3 separate regions of the Mus musculus genome follow, and regions 1 and 2 are each linked to region 3. The links are chromatin contacts, called in public Hi-C and promoter capture Hi-C maps. All regions are on one chromosome and are shown on one strand. The core of a region is the stretch at or near the end of the contact, and the rest is flanking DNA. Distances in the headings are between cores, read along the strand shown. Region 1 holds the start of 2410004B18Rik (RIKEN cDNA 2410004B18 gene). Region 2 holds the start of Lmo4 (LIM domain only 4). Region 3 holds the start of Rabggtb (Rab geranylgeranyl transferase, b subunit).

The links. Promoter capture Hi-C pulls out the DNA fragments that hold promoters and counts their contacts. A called contact is a pair of places that touch in the nucleus more often than the background predicts.
Region 1: a contact with region 3 is called in a Hi-C map of B cells, with 5 read pairs. The contact joins the promoter of 2410004B18Rik here to the promoter of Rabggtb in region 3. A contact is called at or near these places in 1 of 39 promoter capture datasets (pre-B cells) and 1 of 484 Hi-C or Micro-C datasets (B cells).
Region 2: a contact with region 3 is called in a promoter capture Hi-C map of liver, with 4 times the contacts expected there. The contact joins the promoter of Lmo4 here to the promoter of Rabggtb in region 3. A contact is called at or near these places in 1 of 39 promoter capture datasets (liver) and 1 of 484 Hi-C or Micro-C datasets (CD4 T cells).

Annotation. Positions count from the first base shown.
Region 1 is chr3:145,935,282-145,939,504 of GRCm38.p6, forward strand. 2410004B18Rik (RIKEN cDNA 2410004B18 gene) reads left to right here and starts at 2,733. Exons shown (of 3, transcript NM_025555.5): 1 at 2,733-3,047; 2 at 3,617-3,815. The coding sequence starts at 2,778.
Region 2 is chr3:144,203,644-144,207,852 of GRCm38.p6, forward strand. Lmo4 (LIM domain only 4) reads right to left here and starts at 1,612. Exons shown (of 5, transcript NM_010723.3): 1 at 1,177-1,612.
Region 3 is chr3:153,909,638-153,913,918 of GRCm38.p6, forward strand. It overlaps Rabggtb (Rab geranylgeranyl transferase, b subunit), which reads right to left and starts at 2,566. Exons shown (of 8, transcript NM_011231.2): 1 at 2,288-2,566; 2 at 1,054-1,251; 3 at 624-729. The coding sequence starts at 2,422. Gm24494 (a small nucleolar RNA gene) reads right to left here and starts at 2,053; the gene lies at 1,973-2,053. It overlaps Snord45c (small nucleolar RNA, C/D box 45C), which reads right to left and starts at 2,552; the gene lies at 2,492-2,552. It overlaps Snord45b (small nucleolar RNA, C/D box 45B), which reads right to left and starts at 974; the gene lies at 930-974.

The sequences.
Region 1 (4,223 bases), core at 1,483-3,982, 8.0 Mb before region 3:
AGACATTTTCTAGAATGTCTCATTGTTGGGGCATAAAGATGGAGGCCTCCTCAGGCGGTTTCTGGGGTTCCTCTACGAAGAGGGTCATCCTTAGCATAGTCCTGCAAGGTCCAACAGGCCAGGGGAGTGGCTGTCAGGAAGTTAGGTTGGCTCTTTGTTTTGTTTTTTTAGTTTTTGTTTACATTTTCACTTGTTTTAATAAATAACTCTGTGTGTGTGTGTGTGTGTGTGTATGTCTGTGTCTGTGTCTGTGTAGTACATGTGTGAGCATGTTAGTGTGTGTGCCTATGTATGGAGTCCAGAGGCTGCTGTCTGTTGTCTTACTTGGTTGCTCTCCATCTTACTGTTTGAGACAGTGACTTGCTCAGCCTAGACTTCACCATTTGGCTAGACGGGCGGCTCCTGGGATTCCCCCTAGCTCTGCGTCCCCAGGCCCTAGGGTTTCAAATGAACCACTACACCAACTTTTATATGGGTGTTGGGAACCCACACTCACAGGGGAGTCCTGTGTGTGCAGTAGGCACCTTACTGAGCCACCTTGTAGCCCTTGATGAAACTTTTTGAGTTTAATTTTCTTTTCAAGGTCAGAACTTTTATTTAAGTCCCATCACTACAGACAACCAACCAGTTTATCCCAGCCCATGTTACCTTTAGTTAATCTGCCCTTTATTAATAATTAATACAGGTCCATTGTAGACAGCTTACATCTTTTATAGTGGGACTTTCTCAGATCCACCAATAGTATAAATAAGGACATGAGACTTCTAATATAGCTTAAAGCTTAGGCCTTTTCCTAGGGCAGTCTCCCGCTAGTTCATCTGACTTAACCTGACACTTGCCGACAACCTGCCACTTGGCTCATGCTGTGCCCTTCTCCCTGTGGTCCCCTTTCTGTACCTACTCTGCAGTCTCCAGTCTCCTCTCTTACCCTTCCTTATTCTCTCTCGAGTTTAGCTTTTGTAAAAAATAAAAAATTTTTGTTACTTTAGTTTTTAGGAACCCATTGCTATTTCTTGCCAAATATTCTTTTTGTTTTCTTTTTAAGATTTATTTATTTTAAGCCAGGCAGTAGTGACACACACCTTTAAACCCAGCACTTGGGAGGCAGAGGCAGGTGGATTGCTGAGTTCGAAGCCAGCCTGGTCTACAGAGTGAGTTCCAGGACAGCCAGGACTGCACAGAGAAACCCTGTCTCGAAAAAAAATATTTATTTTATGTAGATGAGTATAATGTAGCTGTCTTCAGACACCAGAGGAGGGTATCAGATCCCATTGCAGATGGTTGTGAGCCACCATGTGGTTGCTGGGAATTGAACTCAGGACCTCTGGAAGAGCAGTCAGTGCTCTTAACCCCTGAGCCATCTCTCCAGCTCTCAAGTTTAAATTTTTAATGCTAGAGATTCTTTACCCCATCTAAGAGCCTTCTGCCAGCCCAGCATCTTGATGCTACTCTAAAGTTTCCTGGACATCCTGGGGTTTCACTTGTCCATGTACCTTCCCTATGGTTTTTCCCCAAACTCATTATATAAACAAGCACGGCCACGGGTGTCGGAGCCTTGTACATTCACCCCATTTCCACCACGCGCTGAGATTACAAATACACACCACCATGCCCAGTTTATATGGGTGCTGGTACTGGAACCCAGTACCAGGCAGCGAGCTCTGCCTCCTGAGCTGCACTGATTTGGTTCATGTTTCCGGAGGGTAACCGGAAGCTCTGAATGAGGACTCCTCTGGACCGCTCCTCGCCCATCTTCCCTTGGTTGGACTTATGCTATATTTGCTGCAGTAAACTGTAGCTATATACACGTGGTTACTCAGCTTTCAGCGGGTTCTACAATTTTGTCACATTACCAGGCTGGAGGGTGCGTGAGGGGACCCTGAATTTGCTAATGATGTCAGATCTGAGGATGATTTGGGTAACCCAGGACTTTGTACTTTGGGAACAATTGTATCTCTGTCAAGTCTAGGTACTTGGACGGAAGGAAGTTTTTCTAGAAACACTCAGACCTATTATCTCAGAAATTACAACCCAGCAATATTCCTTGATGTACTCCAGGGACGGTCACCAAAATAAATACTAGGAATATAAACCTGAACAAGGCAGTCTAGCCCGTTCCATTACCAGACTTCGTATTTTTCTGTAGAATTTAGCAGATAAGAATCAGACCAAATGGCAAGTTATTAATGACTATGTCACCTCTGACCAGGCATTTTTAACTGGGATCTAAATATTTACAATGGTACCAACTTGGGGTGGGGGGCTGTAAAATTTCACCATTGACCTCTAGTTTGTGGCAATACTCCGGTCTCATCTTCTCAAGTGCTGGGGTTAGAAGTGTGCGCCCCCACCCCCTGCTTGCTTGTTCTTACTGTTTGGTAGACAACGTCTCCTGCACTGTATTAGCTGTTAAGAAAGGACTTACATGCACCTCGCTGGCCCTCAAATTTGCCTAGGATTATAGGTATGCATGTTTGGTTTTTCTCTGCTTTAAATTACAAGCCCAGAGTGTGACTGTGGCCACTGATTTCCCTCCGGGTATCCTAAGGCTCCCGCTGCTTTTTCCCAGAGATCCTTAAGAAAAAACAAATAAATAACTTGCTTGAGGGCTGTGGAATCCCCGCCTCCAGCATCCTTCCAATCTCCGCCCATGAGTAGGAGCGCGGCTCCGCCGCTAGGGGGCGCAAATGGATAACTCGCCAGCCTGGGGGGCGGGATCAGCCGTGGCTTCCGGCTTCCGGCTTCCGGCCGAGAGAGGGTGGGAACCCGCGGCCGTCATGGCAGCCGAAGAGAAGGACCCGTTGAGCTACTTCGCGGCTTACGGGAGCAGCAGCTCCGACTCGTCGGATGAGAACAGCGAGCCGGAAGACGCGGGTCGCAAGGAGGCGGCCTCGGCTCCGACGACGGGCGGCCGCGGGAAGCAGGCGGAGAAGCGGCTGCCCGGCCCGGACGAGCTGTTCCGCAGCGTGACCCGCCCGGCCTTCCTCTACAACCCGCTCAACAAGCAGATCGACTGGGAGCGGCATGTGGTGAAAGCGCCGGAGGAGGTGAGATCCCCGGCCCCGCGGCCGCCCCGGGGCCCGACGCCCGCTTGCCCCTCCGCCCGCTCGCCCACCCCCGGCTCGCACTCAGCCCGCGCCGCGCCGCGCGTCCCCACGGCCCCGGGAGCCCGGGGGGTGTCAGCCCGGGCCCGCCCCTCCGCGCTCGGGGGTCCCAGCCGGGCGACGACTAACGGTGGTGACTCCCCGCCCCCCGCTGCAGCTTCTCCCCGAGACCCCTTCCCTTTGACGCCGAAGTGCCTGCGCTGCTGCCTCCAAGACAGCGTCTCTGCTGCAGCCTCCTGAAGGGGTCAGCCTGGCCGTAGTATCTGGGACTGCATCCTCCTTTGGTAACTAAAAGTTATTAGCTTTATTTATCCAGGGAACCCTTTGACTTTTTCACCTAACAGTGTTGTGATGTTGATGGAAAAAAAAAAGTGTCTTTTAAGCCTAAAGGATTTTAAAAAAGAAAGAAAGAGGAAAGTCAGCCAGAATGATGAGCAGGGAGGTGCATGCGCTCGTATCCATCGCGGGAACCTCGGTTCGTCACAGGGTTTCTTAATGTGCTTACTCGACAGCCTCCAAAGGAGTTCAAGATCTGGAAGTCCAACTGCGTGCCGCCCCCAGAGACCTACACTACTGAGAAGAAGCCGCCGCCGCCAGAGCTGGACATGGCGATCAAATGGTCGAATATCTATGAAGACAATGGAGACGATGCCCCACAGAACGCCAAGAAAGCCAGGCTTCTGCCTGAAGGGGAGGAGACAGTGGAATCAGGTAAGAGAGAGGAGTGTTGTTGTTTAAGATTTCAGCACTCAGAAAGAAGAAAATCCTTCCGGACAAGGTTTACAGCCTAGTGAGTTGGAAGGCTTGCCCAGAAATTGTCTTTGGATGCTAACGGTCTTTCGATCGTTCGGGTTTTTTGTTTTGTTTTGGGGGGAGACAAGGTCTATGTAACCTGAATGTTCTCGGAACTCATTATGTAGACCAGTCTCTTGAGTGAGGCCAGCCCAGCCTGTCTGTGCCTCAGTATCTCAGTGCTAGGACTGAAGGTGTGTGCCAGCAACCCACGTTTCCGCTCCGTTTGTAAGGATTCTGCCTGAAAGTAGTCTCAGAGGTCTCTGGGTATGATGCCTTATTAGAGCGGCGGGTGTGAACTCGCTCGCGGGTCCTTGTCCTGCATTT
Region 2 (4,209 bases), core at 362-2,861, 9.7 Mb before region 3:
CCGAATGCATCATACCTTTATGTAAATTGATTTCTCTGATGCATTTACTCGAGGAATTGCTTTTTGTTACAATTTCAGCCCTGACCCAAATGAATCTGCATTTCCTGCCCTAGGTCTTTAAACTGCCCCCCCCCAACGTTTTAATCGCTCCGAATTCCTTTTTTAAAAGGGAGGGGGAGGGAGGAGATTCCAAGCTGCTCCCCACCCCCATCTTTAGTGAGAGGTAAATATATATGTATATTTTTTTTGAAAAGGAAACATTACACTGAGAAAAGCATCCAGTAACCCCATTAGCTAAAGCTCTTAAGGACAAGCAATACCTTAATGCTGATTAAATCTAAAAGAGATGAATCAAGAGGACTGACCAGAAAGTGACTCCCCTGATAACTAAGGACGGGCCCTCATCAAGTTTCATTTAGAGTTGGAAAAAAAAAAAAAGAAAGCTTTTAAGTTAAATAGGCTTATACTCTAGTAATTACATAGCCAAGCAATTTAGGTCCTGGGATAGTCAGTGAAATAGAAAGCAGAGCTGGCAGCTAGAGGCAAAATCTGCCCCCCTTTAACAACGTCTCTGGTGTTTTTTAATGGAGACCAAGGGAGGGACAAACGTAGCGCTGGCCATTTGTAGTACAAAAATGGATGCTTAATTCATGTCTTGATTTTAATTAGGTGATTCACCGGATTTCTCCTGGATTGGAACAAAAGACTTATAAGCCAAGAGGAATTCTTTTTAAAAGAATCAGCAATGCCAGCTCCTGGTCACTTAGAGCTTTTCGTTCCCTGTTTCAAACAGTGTTGGGGGGGGGGTCTTGACTATCGCCCCCACCCACGCACACACCACTTCTCATCTGAGCAGCCCCTGCCTTTCCTTTAGGAACTGGAACTGCCCCCAGCCCTCTCCAGGGTCCCCACCAGCCCCGTCTCCAAGAAGAACCCTTTTGTAAGCAAGGAACCGCTACAAAGCTGGCGGCCCGGGGCTGCCCTCCTTGCTAGCTCGCAGGCCGGCCTCCGGTAGTTTCAGACTCACGCATTATCTAAGGCGACGTATTGTTTACTTGCAATTTGGGACGGTCAAGGGAAGGAAGCCAAAGAAAACAGCCCCGGCCCCGATCAGTTCCCCCCTCCCTCTCTCCCTCGTCCCCTCCGGGCCCGCGGCGTCCCCAGCCACCCCCTTACCTGCTTCTCCCCTATATTGCAACACTGCGAGAGGCGGCGGCGGCGGCGAAATGCGAGCGGAGCCGCTCGGCTTCCAGGGCAGGGGCGCTGGGGCTGGCGGAGCTGGAGGGAGGGAGGGAGTTCTCGCAGAAGCAGGAAAGGGGAGGAGGGGGCTAAGGGCTGCTTTTTTTTTTTTTTTTTTTTTTAATCGCGTGGCTCTGGGGCGGGTAGAGGGAGCCCCACGCTAAGTGGCAGGCGGCCCGGCGAAGAAGTGTCAAGTCTCAGCCCGAGGGTCCCGGTCCTCAGCCCCCGGCTGCGCGCGAGCAGCTGCAGGCTCCCTCGGCCGGGCCCGCGCGGCGCAGCAGCAGCCACTGCTGCAATCGCGGCTGCAAGTTTGGCAATGTGGCTTCACTTTGTACGCGCCCCCGCCCCCGCCGCGCCCGCGCTCCTCCTCCTCCGCCGCCGCCTTCCTCCCGCCCGCCCGCCCGCTCGGGGCCGCCGGCGGCTCGGCCGAGCTCCCCCCTCCCGCGACCTGCGGCCCGGGAGCGGCGGTGCAGGCTCGGTCCCGCGGCCGGTACGAGGACGCACGGAGTGGGGAGCTGCGGGCCGGCCGGGAGCGCTGGACCGATCGGCTGCCCCGCTGCTGCTGCCCGGCTCGGAGGAGGCGGCGGCGCGGGCCTCTAGCCGGCTCGCTCGCTCCTTCGGCGGCGCTTACACATGTGTTACTGACAGAGCAGAATCCCAACTACTCCCCGGCTCTGCCGCCGACGTCAGCGACCCTCAGCCACTGGGCGGCCGGATTGTTCAGGCGGAATAATAAAACCTGCCAATCCGGGGAAGGACAAAGGGTGACTGAAACGAGACTCGGGGGGCGGGGAGCGAGGCGGGCGGCTGAGCCGGCCGGGCCCGGGAAGGCGGGGGGGGCCCGGGGTCGGGGCACGAGAAGGGACCCGGGTGGCGCGGGGGACGCGGCCAGCGAGCGCGTGCCCAGGCTCAGGACCACACCTGCCTGCCCAGCGCGCGAGGACGCGTGGAGCCCGCCCCCGCAGGGCCTCGGGGATCGCCTTCCCTGGCTCAGAGAACAGACCCTCGGGAAACTTACTTTCCCAGAAATGGGTCTCTTCCTGTTAGGGTAGAGGATTCATTCTGCCGGAGGGAGGTGCAAAAGCGGGTGTTTTGTTTAATTCTTCGGGTTGCAGATTTCAAAACCTTAAGCAAAGTGGGAAGTAGTTCCTACCTAAGTACTGCCAGCTTAACCCCATCTTGCTCCCATTAACCCCAGTGTAAACTGGAAGGAGGAGGCATTTCATAGATGCTTGTCAGTTGCTGGTGAATGCAAATCACACCCTGGTTTTCAGAGATGAAGGAAACTTTATGGGCAAAGCTTTTTGCTCACCATTCTGCTTCAGTGTAGAGGGTGTGATGCTAGCTCCCTCGTAGCCCCCTAAAGCGATGCGAGCATTTGCCAGACCTGCTGCTAGCTCACGACCCTGAAAAAAGACTAGTCGTTTCTTGTACAAACCAAGATTTGAGGAATGCTAGCTAGCTTCAGAGCCTCTTTCCAGGGCCAGAGCTCAGCCTGGATCCTTGAACATCAAGTTATTCAACTTTACTCTGCCAAATAGGTTTAATAAATCTCCGATCTGAGGTTAATACTAGGGTTGATTATTAATAGTAAGTTCCAGAGAGATTTTTCTGTTGGAAATTATCATGGAAGTGCAAAGCTGTACTGCTAAGTATCATTAACTAAAACCAGTCTTGTGGGAGAAGCTTGGAAGAAAGGAAGTTGAAGAAAAATCAGGCAAAAAATCTACAGTCCTAGCAGCTGTGTGCAGAATTTTGGTTCTTTAAACTGCCAAAATTAGGGCAAAGGAATAAATATTGCCTATGAAACCAGGAAGAGGGTGGTTTTAATACCAGTTAAAAATACTCATTTCTGGATTCTAGCTCCTTGAGTTCCTAACATGCTACAGTTAAAAATTATTTTTATGGATTTGTATTTAACGTTGTGTTCTTATGATCATTCACCTTAAAAGCTTTTTTATTAAAAAAAAATCAACGTGATAATAATTGGAATGTCCTATACAGACAACAGCTGCAGAAGGTCATGATGAAAACAGACCAATTTAGGAAAGAGGTTTTTTTATTATTATTATTATTTTGTCCTAACAAAAAACCCAAAGCAAAGCAAAACAATAACCTCAAAGGAGGAGAGGACACTTTAAGATATAAGACATTGTAATATCTGGGTTCATCTCTGACTCATTACAATTTAAATCAATCAAAACTAGGCAATCAGGGATTTTTTGCTTTTAAGACCAGATGCAGAAGTAGATATACTTCTGCTTCCCCTCTGAGATTTCGGGCCTGCACAAGATCTTCATGGCTACTGTTGTATTAAAATACATCATATGGGAAGATTTCCATACCTGTACAAGCCCCTTATTGTACATAAAAAAAAAAGGTCTTTATTTTCTTTTCCTTTAAAATGATTTAAAAAAAAACAAAAACAAAAACCAGCACACATATCATACAGAATCATGGTGAGTTGTGGTATTTCCTAAAGTATGAACATGAAAATGAATATGTAATTCTAAAATGAAATGTTGTAAATTAAGGGGGAATGTGCTCAGGTATCACTAAATGACTCTCTAAGGGTCTGGGTGGTCTTTGTGGAGGGAAGGAAAGGGGAAGGGTCGGAAAGATGGGACTTTGAACTTTTGTCTCCAGGCTACCCCGGGGCCTAAACTTTTAGAGGTGGTTTTAGTGTTTTGATTCGGATTGTGTGTGAAGTCTGCACACACACTCCAGTAAAGTGGAATGGGCGGGGATATATTACCAGAAATCTTGCTTCACTGTGGTTACAGAAGCTCAAAGGTTGTAGAGGCTAACATCTTTGAGGAGTAGGAAGGGAATGCAGTCACTGTAATCAAAATTCAGGTGTACTTTAACCACAGCGCCACCTCTGGGTAGTCTTTATTTCTGCATCCTTTACTCTCCAAACATCCCTGTCTCTTCCAGGTAGCAGCAAGATTCCCCTCTGTATTCTCAAAA
Region 3 (4,281 bases), core at 1,316-3,815:
ACCAAGTCACCTAAGAACAAAACCCATTAAACTCCCCAAAGTCAAGACTGACTATGCTCACTAGGAGGCAGTCCCCCAACTTCTGAGGAAACCAGCTAGGCAAATAGAAAGCAATAGCCTAGTAGCTTGCAAGGGCCCAGAAAAGAAAGGAACCTATAAAATGGCAGGAGTATATGCCTCGCCCCCCATTCGGGCTAGTAATTTAGTAACATAATCAAAGCCCTGCTTTAAAAAAGGTTCACATCCCACAAAGCAGCTGGTCTCAGGACTGCATTTTGTTCCCCCCCAGATTATCTAAATTAATCAAAGGAAAAATTTCCATCTCCCAACTCAAGATATTTACTAATTTGACAAACGTTTAGAGACCTCCCCAGGTCTTTACCTTCAGGGAAGTTAATTATTATTGGAGATAAAACTTGAACCTACCTTATCTTTTAGTGTGGTGTGCTGACAAGCCAGCACGGGGCATGCTGGGACTTCCAGCAGGCCATTTTATTCCAGTTAGACCAACTGCTTAGTGGGACCTGAAAAGACGGAACAACTTGAAATCTTATGATTACTACCACCAAGACAAAAGATATTCTGAGTAGGAGTAGCTGACAAAAACTGCAATCTGGTCTTACCCCAAATGTCTCCAGCAAAGGAGCCATCTTCTTTCTGTAGGCTCTGAACATAGGCCACGACCTTATCTACGTTGATAACATGAACACTGTCATACAGAGTAAGAATCTGAAAGACAAGCGGGTGTCACAGGTTTGTCCTGGATCAGAGTCACCCACCAGGCCCTCTCAAGCTTACTATAAACTTCTTGTTCCCTTGATAAGGTAAGAAACAGGTAGGGCTTTAACTATCCTCTGGCTCTTCATTGAAACCAAATTTGAACTGGACTGTGCTTCAATTAACATACACAAGGAGTTCACCTTCCAAGGTCTCAGTGTAATTTGTAACTTGCATCAGGTTAGCATTCAGCTAATACATGCCATGACATCACTGACCTGTGGGAAGTAGCCTTTGGGTGGTCACAGCAAGTGGCAAGGTTTCACAAGGGCTCACCTGGACAGCACTGAGCGTGTACAGAAGGTGGGGGTCGTGCCCAATGCTAGCACTTATTCCCCCACACTCATGCTGGCACGACTTGATAAACACCAGGATTTCTTCTCGGTTCATGCGATGAAGCTGTCCCATGAGGTCCATCACAGTCAGGCCCCAATAGACGCCGCTCATTCTCAGGTATTCAGACATGCAGTATTCCTAGGAGAAGCATCTCAGATTTGCCACTCTGACTTTACATAACCCACCTCTACCTAAGTCAGCTGTGAACAACTCGTAAGGCTTTAGAGTGGCGGTTGCCGACCCTTTGGGCCCCACATTCTGATTCCTAACAATGAAACTAGTTATGAAGTAAGTAGCAACAAAAGTTATCTCATGGTCGGAGATCGCCACAACACGTAGAACTGTTAGGAAAGGTCACAGCAGCAAGAAGATTGAGAGCCAATACTCTTAGTCTCCAAGTGCTAACCTCAGGTGAATTAACCAAAAGCAGTATTGATGCCTACTGTTTACTAAGCATCAATTATTGCATTCTACAAATGAAGTCTATGAATACGGAAAGATAAATGACGCTAAAGATGGGAACCAAATGAAGCATTACCTCACAAGCATTTATTCAGGTGAAGGCCTCACTGGCGTGCTGCCAAACCAAACCCAAAAGAACCAGGTGCACAGTTGGCAAGAAGGCCACACATTTGGGCCTATGATTCCCACTAACTGAAAAGTTGTAAAGACAGTCAAATGCCACGCTCTCTAAGACAGAGAGCTGCTGCACAAATACTTTTACCCAAATGACTCCTCCTTGGAGGGTCCCCCCACAGCTTGGGCCTTCTCAAACTCAGCCACCCCTGCTTGCTGCTGGCAACCTCCCCGGCCATTTCCCCAGGCACACCATTACATCAAGTTTAGGTAAAACCTTTTCAAGGTCTCAGCGTAATTCTAGAGCTAAAGTGTTATGACACATCAGCGAATTCAGATAATACATGCCAACACATCATTGACCTTCAAGGTTTTACCCCAGACAGAAATGAGCAAACCCCTTCTACCTGCAGCCCTGCACTTCCGCCCTTTATGTACCAGCACATGACTGATGTGGTCAAATACCAACCTCTGATATACAAGGTACACCTATAATACATTTTAAATCAGGCCTCTCAATTAGTATTATACAAGTAAGTATTATACTTATTGCTGTTAGTCTTAGAAACCTTTCAACAGAAAAAAGAATCATACGCACATAATCATCTTTCTTTGAGCCATAGGAAGCAATATAATCGGCATGCTTCTCCAGCAACAGGGTGTCAGGCGCATCTGACTTGATAGTAACGTCTTTCTGCTGTGTGCCCTTCCAAGAAAAAAGCAGAGATCCCATTCACCATCCGGAAATCGTGACATCTCAGACTCACACATAGCCAGATCTCAGTACTTTTTTTCTTTCAGGTCTCAGAGTAATTCTAGAGCTAAAGTGGTTTATAATCAACTTTAGATTCAGAATACATGCCAGCTCATCATTGACCCGAATCTTGACGCTTATCTTTTGAGTTATGCCAGAAATACACACTCTTGCTTAACAAGTTTGAGGCTTCAGCGCACCTTTCTACAGTCTTCACATGCTAACCCCTTTGCTAAATAATCAGACCCATTAGCTCCAAATTCCACCTTCGATTCTAAGACTCACCCAATAAGTAGGTCAAAGCGATTGCCAAAATAAATTTCCTACTTTATTCAGAGTCTCGGCTATGAAGCCCTGTCTGGTCTGGAACTCCCTGTGTAGACCAGGCCACCTGCTTCTGCCTCACTTCTTTAATCCAAGAGTGTTAGGATTAAAAGGCGTGGGCCAAGGCCGACTTCCTTCCATCCCAGTTAAAATGTTTAACTATGAAACAACATTCGTAAATGATCATGTAACCTTCAAAATACAGGCACGTACAAGTCCCCGATGTTAAGAAAAAATATCAGGCGGCCCAATCCAGGAAGGCTCGCCCACGGTCCGCGGATAAGATCCCAGGCCTCGAGAAGTGCAGAAAACGCTGAGCCATACACAGCTCAAGCGGCAGTCCAAGTATGGCCTAAGGAGGCCGAGGCAGGGGCATTGCGGAGAGCTCCAGGCCAGCCTGGGCCCCACAAGAATGATCGCCTTGCAGGCCCGCCTGTTCCCCATGCTGTGCGAGCCCGCGATGCCCCGCAGCCCGACCCACCGCCCAGACCACCCCTGCCTCCGCGCACCGCAGCGACGGTGCTCTCACCATGTCCGACCGCCGAAAGACTGAAGCGCGCGGGAGCACGGGGAGTCAGGGCCCGCGCGCCTGCGCACACGCGCCCGCCCGGCCGCCCACGCCCTACGTAGCTGGCCACGCTCTGCCCGAAGGACCCCGCGGCCGCGATTTAGCCGGTCGCACACCTGCCTGAAGGACTCCGCGGTCACGATGCAGCCGGCTACGAGTCTGCCTGAAGGACCCCATGTCGCTCAGTTTGCAAAGAGCTTTCCTTAGCATTCAAGGAGCCTGGACATTGATGTCAACCACAGCGTTCAAACCCGGAGTGCTAGTGCAGACCTGTTATCCCAGCACTGGGAAAGCGGAGGCAGGAGGATCAGTGATCCAAATCCTCAGCTGTGTAGGCACTTGGAAGCCAACCTGAGCTCGAGTCCCTATCCCCAATACCCTCGAAGATTGATCAGTTATAGAGTGTCTGTTACCCAGCTAATCAAAAAGCGCCACATATATTGCTATGGAAAGATCCTTGAAAGACACCAGGTGAAAATACATGCTTCGTTTTGATCCCAGAAATCATTAAAATAAGGTTAATTTTTCCACTCTGTGCTGGTAAATTAATATGGTTTAACCTCTTCATTTTTAACCTTTTTTTAAAGTCCTGGGCCTTGAACTCACAACTGAAAATGCTAGGCATGCGATCTCCCCCGCCCAGTTTGCCTCTTCAAAGAATAAAGTATGCCTCCCCACCCTAAAGAACTATAGCTGCAATGCAACTAACTAGTTATAAGTTCATTTATCACTCTAAAGCCAAGATGTCAGATACAGCCACGGGAGGGATTGGAATGTGGCCAGTCTAAACTGGAAAATGCTGTAATCGTAAAATACAAATTGTGTGCCACACTTCTCATTTTAAAGTTTGTTGGCTGCCTTCTGAATATCTATGCTTATATTCATTAAAAAAATGCTACTCTTAGCCATATTCAGATAAGCCTTTCTATGCAGAGACTCTTGGCTG